3 separate regions of the Mus musculus genome follow, and all the other regions are linked to region 1. A link is a contact called in public HiChIP or PLAC-seq and promoter capture Hi-C data. All regions are on one chromosome and are shown on one strand. The core of a region is the stretch at or near the end of the contact, and the rest is flanking DNA. Distances in the headings are between cores, read along the strand shown. Region 1 holds the start of Scaf11 (SR-related CTD-associated factor 11). Region 2 overlaps Ano6 (anoctamin 6). Region 3 overlaps Ano6 (anoctamin 6).

What was found. Promoter capture Hi-C pulls out the DNA fragments that hold promoters and counts their contacts. HiChIP or PLAC-seq counts read pairs in DNA pulled down with a chosen protein or histone mark.
Region 2: a contact with region 1 is called in an H3K4me3 HiChIP or PLAC-seq map of bone marrow-derived macrophages, with 6 times the contacts expected there. The contact joins the enhancer-like site here to the promoter of Scaf11 in region 1. A contact is called at or near these places in 2 of 39 promoter capture datasets (hippocampal neurons and pre-B cells) and 2 of 115 datasets of contacts at active chromatin or transcription factors (bone marrow-derived macrophages and memory CD8 T cells).
Region 3: a promoter capture Hi-C map of hippocampal neurons shows a contact between it and region 1, with 2.5 times the contacts expected there. The contact joins the enhancer-like site here to the promoter of Scaf11 in region 1. A contact is called at or near these places in 2 of 39 promoter capture datasets (the C10 cell line and hippocampal neurons) and 4 of 115 datasets of contacts at active chromatin or transcription factors (embryonic limb bud, embryonic stem cells, large pre-B cells and 1 more).

Annotation. Positions count from the first base shown.
Region 1 is chr15:96,458,054-96,462,828 of GRCm38.p6, forward strand. It overlaps Scaf11 (SR-related CTD-associated factor 11), which reads right to left and starts at 2,790. Exons shown (of 15, transcript NM_028148.2): 1 at 2,549-2,790. It overlaps Gm41408, which reads left to right. Exons shown (of 2, transcript XM_030248866.1): 2 at 1,991-4,775. The coding sequence ends at 2,856.
Region 2 is chr15:95,847,695-95,852,469 of GRCm38.p6, forward strand. The region is part of intron 1 of Ano6 (anoctamin 6); the gene reads left to right. Among named protein-coding and RNA genes, the nearest start is that of Gm17546, 20 kb to the left of the region's middle. Within about 2 kb of position 2,532, at least 63 of the 459 cell types and tissues checked have an H3K27ac peak or open chromatin away from gene starts, as enhancers often do. A contact at or near this core is called in bone marrow-derived macrophages and memory CD8 T cells, where this site is marked.
Region 3 is chr15:95,933,431-95,938,205 of GRCm38.p6, forward strand. The region is part of intron 10 of Ano6 (anoctamin 6); the gene reads left to right. Among named protein-coding and RNA genes, the nearest start is that of Gm41389, 24 kb to the left of the region's middle. Within about 2 kb of position 1,906, at least 7 of the 459 cell types and tissues checked have an H3K27ac peak or open chromatin away from gene starts, as enhancers often do. A contact at or near this core is called in hippocampal neurons, where this site is marked.

The sequences.
Region 1 (4,775 bases), core at 1,540-4,039:
TTTTACCTCTAGACTCTTCCGCTTACTACAGTCACCACTGCCCAGATGTGAAACAAAGTGCAAGGTGAGGAACAGAATTTTAAGAATTTGGGTTTGGAGACTAGAAAGATGGCTCAGCAGTTAAGAACACTTGCTGCTCTTTGAGAAAATCAGGACTCAGTTCCCAATACCTACGTCTCGTGGTTCACAACTGTCGGCTACTCTAGCTCCAGGAGATCACACACCTTTTTCTGGCCTCCAAGGATAAATATAAGTAAATAAACAAGGTAAATGTTTAAAAAACAAATGACCTGGGTTTTAAAGCTAGTACAACTGTAATTCCCAGCACTTGCGAGACAGAGGCAGGAGGATCACAAGTTCAAGGCCACCATGAGCTATCTGATGTATAAAACTCATCTGGCCTGGCAGCGGTGGTGCACACCTTTGATTCCAGAACTTGGGAGGCAGAGGCAGGTGGACTTCTGAGTTCGAGGCCAGCCTGTTCTACACCTCATCTGTTTTTCAGTAGACAAGGTAAGACAAAACACCACTTACATCCCTAAAAGACAAGAGCAGAAGCTGGGAAGCACAGTGCACATTATTTTATAACTAGCTTGTGTTACTTTGAGGCACACTGCCCTCTTAGAATGGTGGTTTACAACTATCTTGCATTAAAGTACCTAAAATGTGCAGGCTGATGGGTAGTTACCATTATACTTCATTACTAAAGGTATATGTCAGGGATGACAGCAGGTTAGGTAAGTTTTCATGAAAACCGCTCGTAAACTATCCGTGCTCCAGGAAGATGGGAAAATTGGGAATACCCAATAGAAGGCCCAGAACCACGTGAGGGACTTCCAGGAAGAAAACTCTTAAAAGTTTTCTCTTAAAAATTAAGTAATTTACACTTTCTTTTGTATTTTTCTCCTTTGTCATGTTGAAGGCTGCCTTTGCAGTATATTTACAGAAGGGCAAAGAAAAAACTATTAGCTAAAGTGAAGCTACAGTAGGAACTGCTAATCTTTGAAACTCTGACCACAAGAGGGGCAATGGTGGCACACACCTTTAATCCCAACACTCTAGAGGCAGAGGCAGGCGGATTTCTGAGTCTGAGGCCAGCCTGATCTACAGAGCGGATCCAGGATGGATAGGGCTACACAGAGAAACCCTGTCTTGATAAACAATGAAGAAGAAGAAGAAGAAAAAAATGACTGCATAAACAAAACGCAAATTAATTCATATCTAAAGATATTTTCAATTTTTCTTTTTTGTCTATTTGGGCAAAAAATAAAAAATAAACCAACAATAACAACAAGAAAACTACTTTTTCCTTCTGTTTTAAATAATAATAAAATGGTTAAGCCAAGTGCCAAAGCAGAGGGGGAGGTGGGGGTGGAAACATGGTGTGGAGAGACAGAATTACCCAATAAAATTTTATTAAAAATACCGGTTAAATGAAAGGGCTAAGAATCTATTGCCTTCACTGTTGTGGGGCTGCGGCAAATAAATCATACATGAGTTATCTTTTCCTTGAAAAATGAAAAAAAACGTACTTATTGATATACTTTCCCCAAAATTCAGAGAAAACTGCCCAAACTGGGGGAAATTTGAATACTACCATATCTTAGTCAAGGCATACTAAAAAACTTTCTCGTCAGTTTTCGTTAGTTCGCTGCTAGTATATAAGGATGGTAGCCAAAATGTAATCCAAAATGAATGAGAAGCAGCCGCGGTTTTACGTAGTACGATCAGCATGTAAAACTTGCATTCTGTATTGTTTACTACCTCACACACGCAGATGATTAGCCGGACTACCGGAATACGATACTGTACAGATCAACGCATGGGGAGTGTAGGTCACCATTTCAATCTGGGACTGTTGCCCTCAATTGCAACCAGGTGTCTTTTAAATTAAATTCTTCGAGATCCGTGCGGAAGACGAGCGTGCATTGGCCAATCTTCTAATCGGTACTCAGTCCCCGGCTCTAAGGCGGGGTTGAGCGGGGCTGAGTTTCGATCTCCCGGCCGGTTGGACCGCGGGCAGCCCGGGCAGCGGGTTTTAAAAACGACGGCGGGGGTGGGGAGGCGGCCGCCGAGGGAGGGAGGGAGAGGCCGAGGCCAGGCGCCGGCCAGCGCTTCCTCGTTCAGGCGCCGGGGAGGTCACAGCCTAGTGAAGTTTGGTTTCACAAGCGGGACCCGGAGGCTCGGGGACGAACGCGAACTCCACGGGAAAGCGGGCCAGCCTGGGAGCGCCCGGAAGCACGGCCGACACGTTCCCACTGCGGGTGGGGGAGCTGCGGGCCGGGCCTGGAGCCCCTTCCTGCCTCGGCCGAGGCCCCGCAGCCCGCGCCGCCCCGCTCTGCTCCTAGGCCCCGCGCGCGCCCAAACTGGACCTCCGCCCCGCGCCGCCCGGGGCCGCGGCTCCCAACTTTGCTCGCAGCGAAAGACACCGCCCGAGCCGCGCGCGAGCCCCAAACTTTGCCCGCCCGCCCGGCCCGCGCCCCCGCCGCGCCGCGCTGCGCTGCGCCCCGGGGCGCCTCGTCCGCTCTCTCCGGCCCGCCGTGTTTACCTGAGGCCGAGGTCCCGCGGCCGCGCCGGCGCAGGAGGCCCGGTCTCCGTCAGTCCGCCGCTAAGTTCTGCACCATGGACTCCTCCGGCCGCTCGGAAGCGCGCGCGGCCCGCGGGCTGGCTCGGACGGCCGGGTCGGGAGCACGCAGGCAGCCACGCAGCAGGAGACCCGGGCAGGCGGCGCTAGCTCCGCGCCGCTTGCGCCACCGCCGCTCCCCTCCCCCGCCGTGTCTGGCGGCTCCCTCCCTTTCTCCCTCCCTCCTTCCGCGGGGCTCAGCCGCGCCGCCACAGGTCGGCGCACTGTGGTGACGACGCGGGCGGGCGGGCGGGCGGGCGGCTGGACCCGCCGCACGCTACCTGCTCGCGGGCGCTGCCGTACTCCCCCGGACCTCCAGGGGGCGCCCGCGAGCCGCGACGGACGGACGGACGTGGTGGGCGGGGCACGCCGCCCGGCTGGAGAGCGGGAGCTCCGGCGTCTGCGAGTGGCCGGGGCTTCTGGGAAACATTCTTCTTGCCCCGCCCTCTTGCCGCTCGGAGCGCTACGCGCACGCGCCGTGCTCAGTCCTCGCTCCACCCCTTTCCCCCTCATCCCCACCCCCGCCCCTGCGCCCTGGCCGCGCTCTCTCTGGTCGTGGCCTTTCCTGGCAGGCTCCGTGGGCGACAATAAAGATGTTTTGGAGAGACTGCAGTCCCGAGAAGAACTCGTGCGTAGTTGGCACGGATGAAGTACTCCGCCCGCTGCACGTGCGCGGCGGCCTGCCAGCCCGGGACACACTCCCACGCCCTAAGCCCGCGTCCCCGAGGCTAGCCGAGCCTGGCTGGCTTTAAGTGCTTCCACTTTCAGTCACTCTGCGATGTCCTCCTGCCCTGCAGCGCCCTCGGATCTTTTGTTTCACCTCGGAGGTGTCTTTACAGGCTTTTCGTCAGGCGCTGGCTTTTTCACCCCCTGCTCCACGCTCTAGCTTTTCCTAGTTGTCCTCTTGCAATCCACGCTGTCGCCTGGCCACCCCAACCCAGGCTGTTCCCTCCCTACCTCCAGCCCAGCAGCGTCCCCTGCCCTCCTCTCTGATCCTGTCGCTTCCCTGGCATCTTCATCCTGTGCTACTTGGCTGTTCAGTGCCCGTCACGTCACACCGAAGTTTGGGATGATGTCTCGTTAAGCTCTTCACAGAGCCGAGCACCAGCAAGGGACTGGGTAAATAACCGCTTAGGAATGCAATGAATGGCAGCCTTGTCTCTCCCAGTGTCAGTGAGCTATCTTCATAGGTTTGGAAATGTGGTGTTCCTGTGTGCAAGTATTTCGCAGTGATTTAGAGGTGTTAAAATACTTTGTTCTGATGAAACAAGACTTTCTGAGGGACCTTTCTCTTGTAATGACGACGAATGAAGCTGGTGATTAAGAAAACCTAAAAACCTGTTGAAACTGTTGTGTGACAGAATCAAGTCAAAGGCACTGTTAACCATCCTGCAGAGATAAAGTTTAGCTTTCCTGTGTACACTCGGGGTCCAGAATTCACCCTAGAGAATTTTATCAGTAAGAGCAATTCCCGGTGAAGATGTGATATTCTTTTGTATGTATTTTATTTTGTTTTTAATGCAGAGTCTCACTGTGCAGACCGATCCTCAAACTCCACATCTCCTACTTCAAATTTATTGCTCTACCTTTTGTGTTCGCAACATTTAAAATTCACTCTGTAGCCATCGTGCTGGGTAACAGAGCACGAGAAAAGGCTCCTCCTGCCTAACTGCCCTTTGACCACCTCCCGCCCCCATCCACCTCCCCCTCCACACACACAATACTTACCTAACAGAAACGAAGGTGCATTGTAATATAGGCTGTTTCTTGTTCCCCAAGAGAGAGACCCTGCCTATTTCTATATATGGTGTTCTCCTCTTTACTGTGTTTGCATGATAAGAATGTGTTTTGTTTCCTTTTTTTTTTTTTAAATTTATCAGAGAGGGTAAATATAAAACAGATGGATAATGTCGATGGCATACCTGTTAATACTTTAGACTCATTTATAATCATAAACAAGTGAGGGCTAGGGAGGTGGCTCATTAAGTGCTTACCACACAAGCATGAGGACCTGAGGTTGACTCCCCAGAACCCACAGAAAGTTGGGCACCATAGCAGGCATCCGTAATTCCAGGGCTTTCACGGAGAGACAACAGGAGAGACCTCTGAAGCTAGCCTGCTGTCAGAGACAACAGACCCTACCTGTAGAGTG
Region 2 (4,775 bases), core at 1,282-3,781, 610 kb before region 1:
GCATTTGTCTAGCATGTATGAGGTCCTAGGTTAAACTTTGAGCTGAAAATGTGTGAGGTCATAGTTTAAATCACCAGTACTGAAGGGGGAGAGAGAGAGAGAGAGAGAGAGAGAGAGAGAGAGAGAGAGAGAGAGAGAGAGAGAGAGAGAGGGAGAGAGAGAGAGACTAGAGAGAGAGAAAGAAGGAGGAAGAGGAGGAGGAAGAGGAAGAGGAGGAGGAAGAGGAGGAGGAAGGAGGAGGAGGAAGGAGGAGGAGGAAGGAGGAGGAGGGAAGAAGGGAGGGATAAATTTATAAGGACAAGAGTAGACATTATATAAACTCCAAAAGGGCCATCATCTGAGAATGTTTGTTTGACCTTGAACCAAGTAGCAGGATTATTGCTCCCTAGGGAAGAGTGACAGCAGTCATGTGTGTTAACAAATTAAATTCATATTTAATAAATCCAGAATAGCTAGAATCTCTAAGGTGATATAGCTACATTCACACACACACACCCACCATTAAAAATGTAAAACATACTATATTATATTTTGGGTAGACATATCTGACTTTAGCTGCCTCTGGCCTGCTAAGAATTATTACAAGATTGAAGTCTCAGTTAGGGTTTGCAAAATAAATGAATGAATTAGTAGTAATAGTAACAATAATAAATATGTTTGGGGGTCATCCAATTCAGAGCCTGGTGGTCCCAGGCTTTTCTTGTTGCCCCCTTGGCCACCGCAGCAACAAGAAGAGTAAGAATGACCAGCTCCCAACTGCCACCTCAGCAAAATAAAAAGAGTGGAAAGTTACAAAACACGATTAAATAAGTTACCAGGGAAAAAGAGGTACAAGGAGCTGGTTGGTTTCCAGTTTTCTAAGACCTTGCATTCAGGGCTGAGAAATGCTATCATCAGAAGGCTACAAGGATAATCACTCAGAGCCCATACACCACAGGGACAGTCTCTCGAGAGGGCTGCGGGCATCGATGGCTCTGAAGCATCACTCCTGGCACAGGGCCAGACTCTGTGGCACACGCCCTAACCCTCCACCCAAGCCTTGGTTTTCCTCAGAATGGCCAGTTTACCCAGGGTGCTTAGTTAGCTCCCAGGCTAACTGTTACCACCTCCGCCTCTTCCTTTCCTGAAAGACTGGCAGGAGAGCTCTGTGCCCTACATCTGAGAAGTTGCCTTTAGGCTATTGGTGGGGGCCCAAGAAGCTGGGCTGTAGTTTTATGACCAGCATCCTAAGTTTTGAGTGATAGCAACTTGTGTGTGGTGGCTGTCTGAGTTGTTCAGTTTTATTTTCTCTGAAATATTAACTTGAGTAAAAGAAAAAAAAATGAACCCTTTTAGAAAGAACCTTTTGTTGTCTGTCTGAGTCTGTTATTTATTAACTAGTGGCTTAAAATGTTTCCTTATATCCAAAACTGAGAAACGCATTTGGTTGGTGAGTGCATGCAAATGGGATTTAGATGGAGGTCTCTCATTTGCGTTCAGTTCATTTTAGTGGGGGCATTTACACGAATATAGATGCTTTCTTATTTTCTGCAGTACAGGCTTGAAACAGCACCCCGCTGTGCTCTGCCACTGAACTCCACACTCAGCCCCATACTTTCTTAAATTTTGCTGTAACAGGGCATTTAATAAGCTGCTGGTAGCATCTCACTCAGCTTATCCCTATGGTATATTTCTTCTCATTAGCAGTATGAATACTTGCTGTGTATTTCCCATGTATAGGTACCAAGCTAAATATTGAACACACTATGGCTTATTCAAACCAAGCCTTAGGGGAAGGACAATTCCATTTTAAATGGTAACGACGATGCTTAGAGAGGTTGAGTTTGCTGCCCAGTTCAGTTAGGAAGTAGTAGGTCCGAGGCCTGAGTGCAGATCTGTCTGTCTCTAACAACCAGCCCAACAAAGAGTGTGCAATCTTCCGTGGAGCCATCCACAAGAAATCACGGAGGGCCTAACAGCCCAGCTCTACCTTACTCCTGTCTGGCTATAAACAAGGAGAACACGGTGCCCTCAGAGGACTTGGATTCAGTGTAGACTTAGGACTTAGACGACAGGAGAGAGTTCAGAGGGAAGGCGACAGAATGGTGTAGAGATTGGAACCCCGAGCCCCTGGTTTGAGTGCTAGGACTGAGGCGTGGCTGCTTTATCTAGGACCCTGGGAGAGGAGAAGCAGCTGATTTGTGCGTGCAGCACCGTCACGTGATGAGGCAGCATTGTCACGTGACGAGGCTCATTGAGGAAGTGGATGAAGAGAAGAATGGTAGATTCAGGCGCGCATCTGTAAGGCTCTCTGTGACAGGCATAAGGGAGGGTAGGCGTGCTAAGATGAAGTTGCATCTGAATGTGCTAACTTTTTAGTCTCATAAAGTCTTAGGTCATATAATTCAGAGAGGCTTTGTTTCATCTTTGAAAATAGCACTTTCTTGGCAGATGGCCCCTGGCAGAGGGGAACTTTAGAATCCTGACACCCTGTGAGGTCTCCGCCCATTCCCACCCACCACGGTGCAGGTCTCCAGCCTGCAGAGGGTTCTGATTGGGGAGGGTGGGGCATGGGGCTGAGCTACCCTGTTTCTAGACATTTCCTGCTGCCTGGGACAGTCCAACTGACAACAGGTTACAGATGTTTTTAAGCCTTCTTTCCTCCCTTCATTGTGGTAAAATATATATAATCTAAAATGTACCATCTCACTGTTTGTAATTATATAGCTCAGAGGCATAAAATACATTCACACTGTCAGCAATCACCCAAGTCCATCTTCTTTCATCTTGGAGACTATTTTCATCTCACACCCATCAAACCTCGCTCCCCATGAACCCCCCCCCCCACCCACATGACAACCACCATGTCATGTCTCTGTGGAGTTGATCTCTGTGGTACTCCATATAAATGGAGCCATCTATTTATGATTTTATGGCGGCTTATTTTACTTAGCGGAATGTCCCCAAGATTCTCCCATGGGTTTCCTTCCCCTTATGCTAGCATATTCTGTCTTGGCCACGTTTTATCTGTGTGTCCATCTGTTGGTAGAGTTGGGTAGCTCAACTATTCACTGTTTTGTAAATGCTGCATTGCTACACGCGGTATGGAGATATCTATTTGAACTTCTGTTTTCAGTTTTGGGGAAACAACCCAGTTTCATAATATAGCTCCCCTCCCAACCCCCACTGAAATACATTAAATTTTTTCTGGGTGGCTATTCTCTAAGTTATTTAAAACCACCCAATTTTGTTATCATACAGCTGTATTCTAAAAGATTCAAGCACCTAAATACTGCTTTCTTTATGTACTGGCTGGTTTTGTGTGTCAACTTGACACAAGCTGGAGTTATCACAGAGAAAGGAGCCTCCATTGAGGAAATGCCTCCATGAGATCCAGCTGTAAGGCATTTTCTCATTTAGTGATCAAGGGTGGAAAGGCCCATTTTGGGTGGTGCCATCCCTGGACTAATAGTCTTGGGTTCTATAAGCAGGCTGAGCAAGCCAGGGGAAGCAAGCCAGTGAGTAACATCCCTCCATGGCCTCTGCATCAGCTCCTGCTTCCTGACCTGCCTGAGTTCCAGTCCTGAGTTCCTTTGATGATGAACAGCAGTGTGGAAATGTAAGCTGAATAAACCCTTTCCTCCCCAACTTGCTTCTTGGTCATGATGTTTGTGCAGGAATAGAAACCCTGACTAAGACACTTAATAATTACAAAATCAAGAAGTATAACTAATATTGAAGATTTCTGTGATCTATCAGGTTGCTCACCAAACTAAACACAGCCAGTATATATGTGTCCTCTGACGATGCACGTTTTGGTAACTTTTTTTTCCTGCTAATTTAACTATGAAAAATATAGTATCATTTCTGATTTTTTTTTTCATTTAACTCAAATTTAGGATAGAGTTGCTTGTAGGTGATTGGTAGGTTTGTTGATGGAGCGGGCACTCAGCCTGTGAGATGGTGAGAGAATCTGGAGCCCCTTCCCTCTTCCGGTTGGTGTCTGTTCTTAGGAGCTGTCTGGCTTCCCTCTCTGCATGTCTATGGCCGTCTGCTGTGATGGGTTTGCGCTCTGTTGTCCTGTGAGGGGAAACATTCTTAGTTCTTACAGAATCGTAGTTCCTCACCATAAAAACTCAGAAACTGCTAGAAGGAACTGTCTGGTCATGCTTTTGATTGCTCTGCCCGACGGATTTGAGCCCACTTAGTGAAGTGCTTGTTTAAGGGTGTTGCGCTAGGACCGGCCGAGGTTGTCTTAGTCTACAGTGAGTACGTGCATCCGTTCTTCCGTTTATGGATTCTGAAGATGAAATGTTTTGTTCTAGAAGGTGTAAAATAGGGGGATGTGAACCTGGTTTCTTTGTTTGCTGTCCCCTCTCATTTTTTTCAGGCTGTAATAACTGATTTTGATGTCAGGCCTACTCTGGTAGATGTAGCATGGCGGTGTAGTTTGGGTTCATGGGCAGTAGCAGAGTGAGTGGTGCCTTTTTTTTTTTTTTTTTTTTCCCCATCTCAGGGCATTTATGTCACTAGACCCAATCCCACCTGAGCTGCAGCCAGCAGCAAGGTCTGGATGGTGTGCACTGAGAACCCTGGTGGCCCCAGGGGACCGAACCCCTCAGATATAAAGCAACTGTGAGCCTTCCAAGATGTGATTAGGAGGTGTTTCTGTAATGAAGACCATTTGTCTTTTCTGGAGCCTCCGCTTTCACAGCCTTGACTTAAAAACAACTCGAAACCAGCACAATTAAATAACATTACTTTTCAGTTATATAGTAGATTATTTTAATTTAAAG
Region 3 (4,775 bases), core at 656-3,155, 530 kb before region 1:
AGTGTAAATCAGCGCTCAGCATGTTTCCATATTCCAGGTTGGTAGATAAGGAATGCTTATTCTTAGACTATAACAGTCCCCACAGTTAGAATTCAGCCTGGGGCAGGGGCAGCAGTGAGGAACAGGAGAATGCCCGTGAGCTTGCTTCTTTTTATAGTTTTATAGGATCGGAAAGTTTTTAAGTATATTTCACTGTGGTAATAATAGCCAGTTCTCTGTAATAGAAAAGATGCGATCTTGACGCGTAAGTTCTGCCTAGAAACTGGATGTTGTTTGTCCCTTTTAACGTGGGTAGCATCAGTAATATAGCGAGGAAAGCATTTCATTTAAAAGCAGATGTCTGAGTGTTTGATTGGCGTAAATACTCTAACGTAGAGGAAAATGTCCCACCATCAAGGATACATGCATTCGATTTCCACTTGTGTCTTGTGCATTGAGATCAGCAATGTCAGGTCACAGGAAAGTGTGGGGAAGAAACCAGGCCACACCTCTCAGCTTGAAAGGCAAGTCTTTAGTGTGTGCACACACACAGAGTTGGGGATTGGGGTTCCTTGCAGGGCAGGTGGTGGCTTTACCTGTGAAGGGCCACCGAATGGTACATTGTACCCTTAAGAGATACATTGTACCCATGTGCTGGGTGGTATAGAGAGAATCTTACACATCTGGATGGATGTTATACCTGTCAATAATAAATCTGACCACTTGTAGCCTAGGTAGGAAATAGAAGGTGGGAGGGACACCTGGGAGGCAGAAAGAATTCTGGGATAGCACAGGCAGAAGATCAGCCTGGGAAGATGTGACAAGACAGGTGCAGGGTACCTGAGCACAGTTAACCAACCAGCCATGTGGCAGAATGTAGGTTAAATTAATTAGGGTATTTTAGTTTTGATCTAGTTAGAGCCTAGCTATATGGCCAAGGTATTTATAGATATATTTTTGAGTCTGAGTCTTTATTTCTGGGATCACGGGACTGGGAGTAAGAACTGGGCCTAACTTCTACAGGGTGGTGGTGGCTGGCACACGCCTTTGAATCCAGCACTCTGGAGGCAGAGGCAGGTGAATCTCTGAGTTCTCTGAGTTCGAGGCCAGCCTGGTCTACAGAGCAAGTTCCAAGACAGCCAGGGCTACACAGAAAAACCCTGTCTCAAAAAAAAAAAAACTATAAATAAATAGCAAACCAACCTCTGAGTGGCAAGGAGAGAGGGAGAGAGAAAAGACTGACCTGTGGATACTGTTCAGGGACACCGAAATCTAAGGTGACCACACTTACCCAGTAAGAGGCCCTGTCCTTCAGACACTTGGCATGTTTTACTGGAAACCATGCACTGAGAGATATGGCACAGAAGCATAGAGCAGGCAGGGGGTGCAGCTCAGCAGGAGGATGCTTGCCTACCGTGCCTACCATGAGTGACGCTTTGGGTCAGATCCATGTATTAGGACCCTCTGTGTTGCCCTCCACTGTTGTAAATACATCACCTTCCTCCAGTAGTAGCCAGGGAGCTACGCACGTAGGTCAGTACTCTTAATGTTGTGTGAGCCACAGCTTGTGATCTCTACAGCTCTAACAGAAGACATTTTAAGTAAAAGGAAAAAATATATATTAATTTTGATGAAGGAAGGACAAAGCCCAAATTTCCCTAAGTTTCCTCTCTCTGATCGTTAACTGCACCCTGGTTGTAGAACTGTCATGCATCAGGCTGTCTGCCAATCCTGTCTGACTTTAGGATGCAGAAAGCGTCTCTGCTTTTTGCTTGTGGTATCGTATGTACATCTTTAAGGATATCCATCTGATGAACTCTCTAAGTGCTTTACAGCAGTTTCCTCATTACTTCTGCCTTCTGAGGACTACTGCTGTGAACCTCATTACAGAAAAGTCTGAAATTGCAGAGTCGAGGCGGCAGGAGGCTCTGAAGTCATTGCTAGCCTCTGCCAATCCTGTGGCAGCTCCTCCCGCACAGCGTATCTGGCACGGACTAATTCTCCGTTCTCTAGATGGAAATGGTAAACGTTGAGGGCGGAAAAGCTTTTATAATCTTATATAGTACTAATCACATACATACCTAGAAATAGCCCGCATTTAGGCTGCACCAACCTGGGAGATTTGGGGGAATTCGTGGGATCCTAAGCACAAGCTGTGGTTAAAACAAAGATTCTGAACACATCCCAACCTCATTTCTCCTTCCCTGACTTTCCCTGGCTTAGACATGTGGTCATACAATACCATTTTTTAATGATCACATTTAAGGGAGAGTTTTAAACAAGGTGTAGTGATTTCTGGGAAAGATCCATGGACTCAGAAAGCGCAGCACCCACACTTGGGAATCAAGAAACTGGTCCCTGGGCCGGAGATGTTCCGGATGCTCTCGCTTCTGTCTCTGTTTCAGGGACATACAACCATGGCTAATGAGCATTTTAAGTCATTTCTAGTACCCCAGTGCAAGAGAGTCTGGGTTAGGAAGGTGGAATGGGGCGAGAAAGCCGATTTACCATATAGAACATTGTACATAACGGCATCTGAAGAGTTTTAAGACTCATGGCAGAGTCTGAATGCATCCACCTATCAGAGTTTATGTCTTGCCCTTTTATGTTACAGAATGTAACACTATACCACGCTCAACAATTTGGTTTTTGTGTGTGTGTGTGTGTGTGTGTGTGTGTGTTTGGGCATCTTTATCCAATACATACTTTCTTAGATAGAATGCTGTCATAATTAAGATAAGATCCATGCATCACCCCCTCATCTCTTATTATGTTGGTGGGTACTGGCAGAATTTTAACTGCATCTAGTTGACCAGAGCGGTGGTTCTCAGCCTTTCTAATGCTGAAACCCTGTAATAAATATAGTTCCTCCAGATGTTGTAGCCCCCAACCATAAAATTAATGAATTGCTACTTTATAACTGTAGTTTTGCTACTGTTAGGAATTGTAATGTGGATATCTGATGTGCAACCCCTGTGAAAGTGTCACCCCTCCCACCCCCAGGGGGTTGTAACCTACAGGTTGAGAGCCCCTGGCCTAGAGCCTCCTGGTATATGGTGTGCCTGGGTACTGAAGTACAGTGGAGCCCAGCTTGTTATATTGCAGAGACATGGAGCAAAAGATACAGGATAGCAGTTCCTCCCATTTGGGACACACTGCATATTGAATAACCCTGATAACTCCCAGGAATACTCCAAACATTGGGTAGCTGCACCCCATAGAGTTCTCGGCTGTGAACAAAAATGAAGACTCTCCCTCCATTCTTGTAACCCCTCGGGGCTTACCTTCAAGGTTGAGACTCTAACAACCTGGCCACTTGCTCGCTTCATATCCATTCACTTCCAAGGGTGAACTGCCCAAGAAGTAGGCAGCTTCCAACCCTTGGTGCCAGGGGTAGGGTTAGGTAGCTGCTACTTTCTCCTTAGGAGTTGGTTAGAATTGTTCATGTTGCTTTTTGAGAGTAAAGGTATCTTCATGAATCCTCTTCCACTGGTAGAGTTGTTTCATGGAGTCTGCGTGCATGCCATGATTTTAAAAGTGAGAAGAAGGGCAGGTAGCCCGTGACCACCCAGACAGAAAGTGACAAGCACAAAATAAGAGCTCTGTAGAAAGCTTGGCTTTTCCCAGGCTTCAATCGGTGACAGATAAAGTGTAAGCCACGCATGATGGCCCGCCCTTTAATTCCAACACTTGGGAGGCAGAGGTGGGTGGATTTCTCTGAGGTTCAGGCCCACCTGGTCTACATAGAGATTTTGAGGACAGCCAGGGCTACATGGAGAGACCCTGTCTCAAGAAACAAAATGACTACAACAAAAACGTTCATTAAGAAATTTGCAGCTAGGTTCTTAGAAAGAGGCAGAGATGTTTGGTTTCATTGACTTGATTACATTTTGATGTGATTATGTTTTGTTTAGGGTTCAGAAAAGTAGGGATGGGCAAAGAAATACTTTCTCTAAGCATCCTTGGAACTTTCTCCAAGGTAGATCCTGTTCTAAGACACAAAGCAAGTCTCCACACGTCTGAGAAGATTGGAATAACCGTAGAAAAGAGGTGGGACAGTGTAAAGGCTTAGCAGAGGATCCATGGAGAGTCCCCATCCCCGGTTTTAGGCCACTTACTCATCAGTCTGGCTCCAGAGGATCCAACACCTCGGGCCTCCACCAGCACCTGCACGCGCAGTTTTAAAAATAATGAAAATAAATTAAAAAACCAAAAAGATAGACTCTTGAAAATCAAACAACACACTTTTGATTGATGAATGAATAGGTCATTGAAGAAATCCAGAAAGAACTCGAAAAAGTTCCTAGACTCAAGTGAAAATTAAAACACAGTCTACCAAAACCTCTTCAGTACAATGAAAACAGTTGTCAGGGCATTTATAGTTGCAAAAATATACATAAAAAATATAGGAGAGGCTGCAAATAAGTAACTTAAGGTACCTTGAGGGCTTGGGGAAACAAAAAGAGAATCCCCCAATCAGTAGACAGAAATAAATTAATTAATTAAATGAGATACAAATTAATAAATTAGGGAGAAAAACAAACAAACAAAAACAAAACAAAACAAGGGGGCTGGAGAGATGGCTCATCACCATTAAGAGCACTGACTGCTCTTCTAGAGGTCCTGAGTTCAAGTCCCAGCAACCACATGGTAGCTGACAACCATCTCTAATGGGATCCGATGCCCTCTTTAGGTGTGTCTGAAGATAGCAACAGTGTACATAAAATAAATAAATCTTTAAACAAAACAAAACAAAATTCAATGAAACAAAGCAGTGGCCCAGGTCAACTGACATA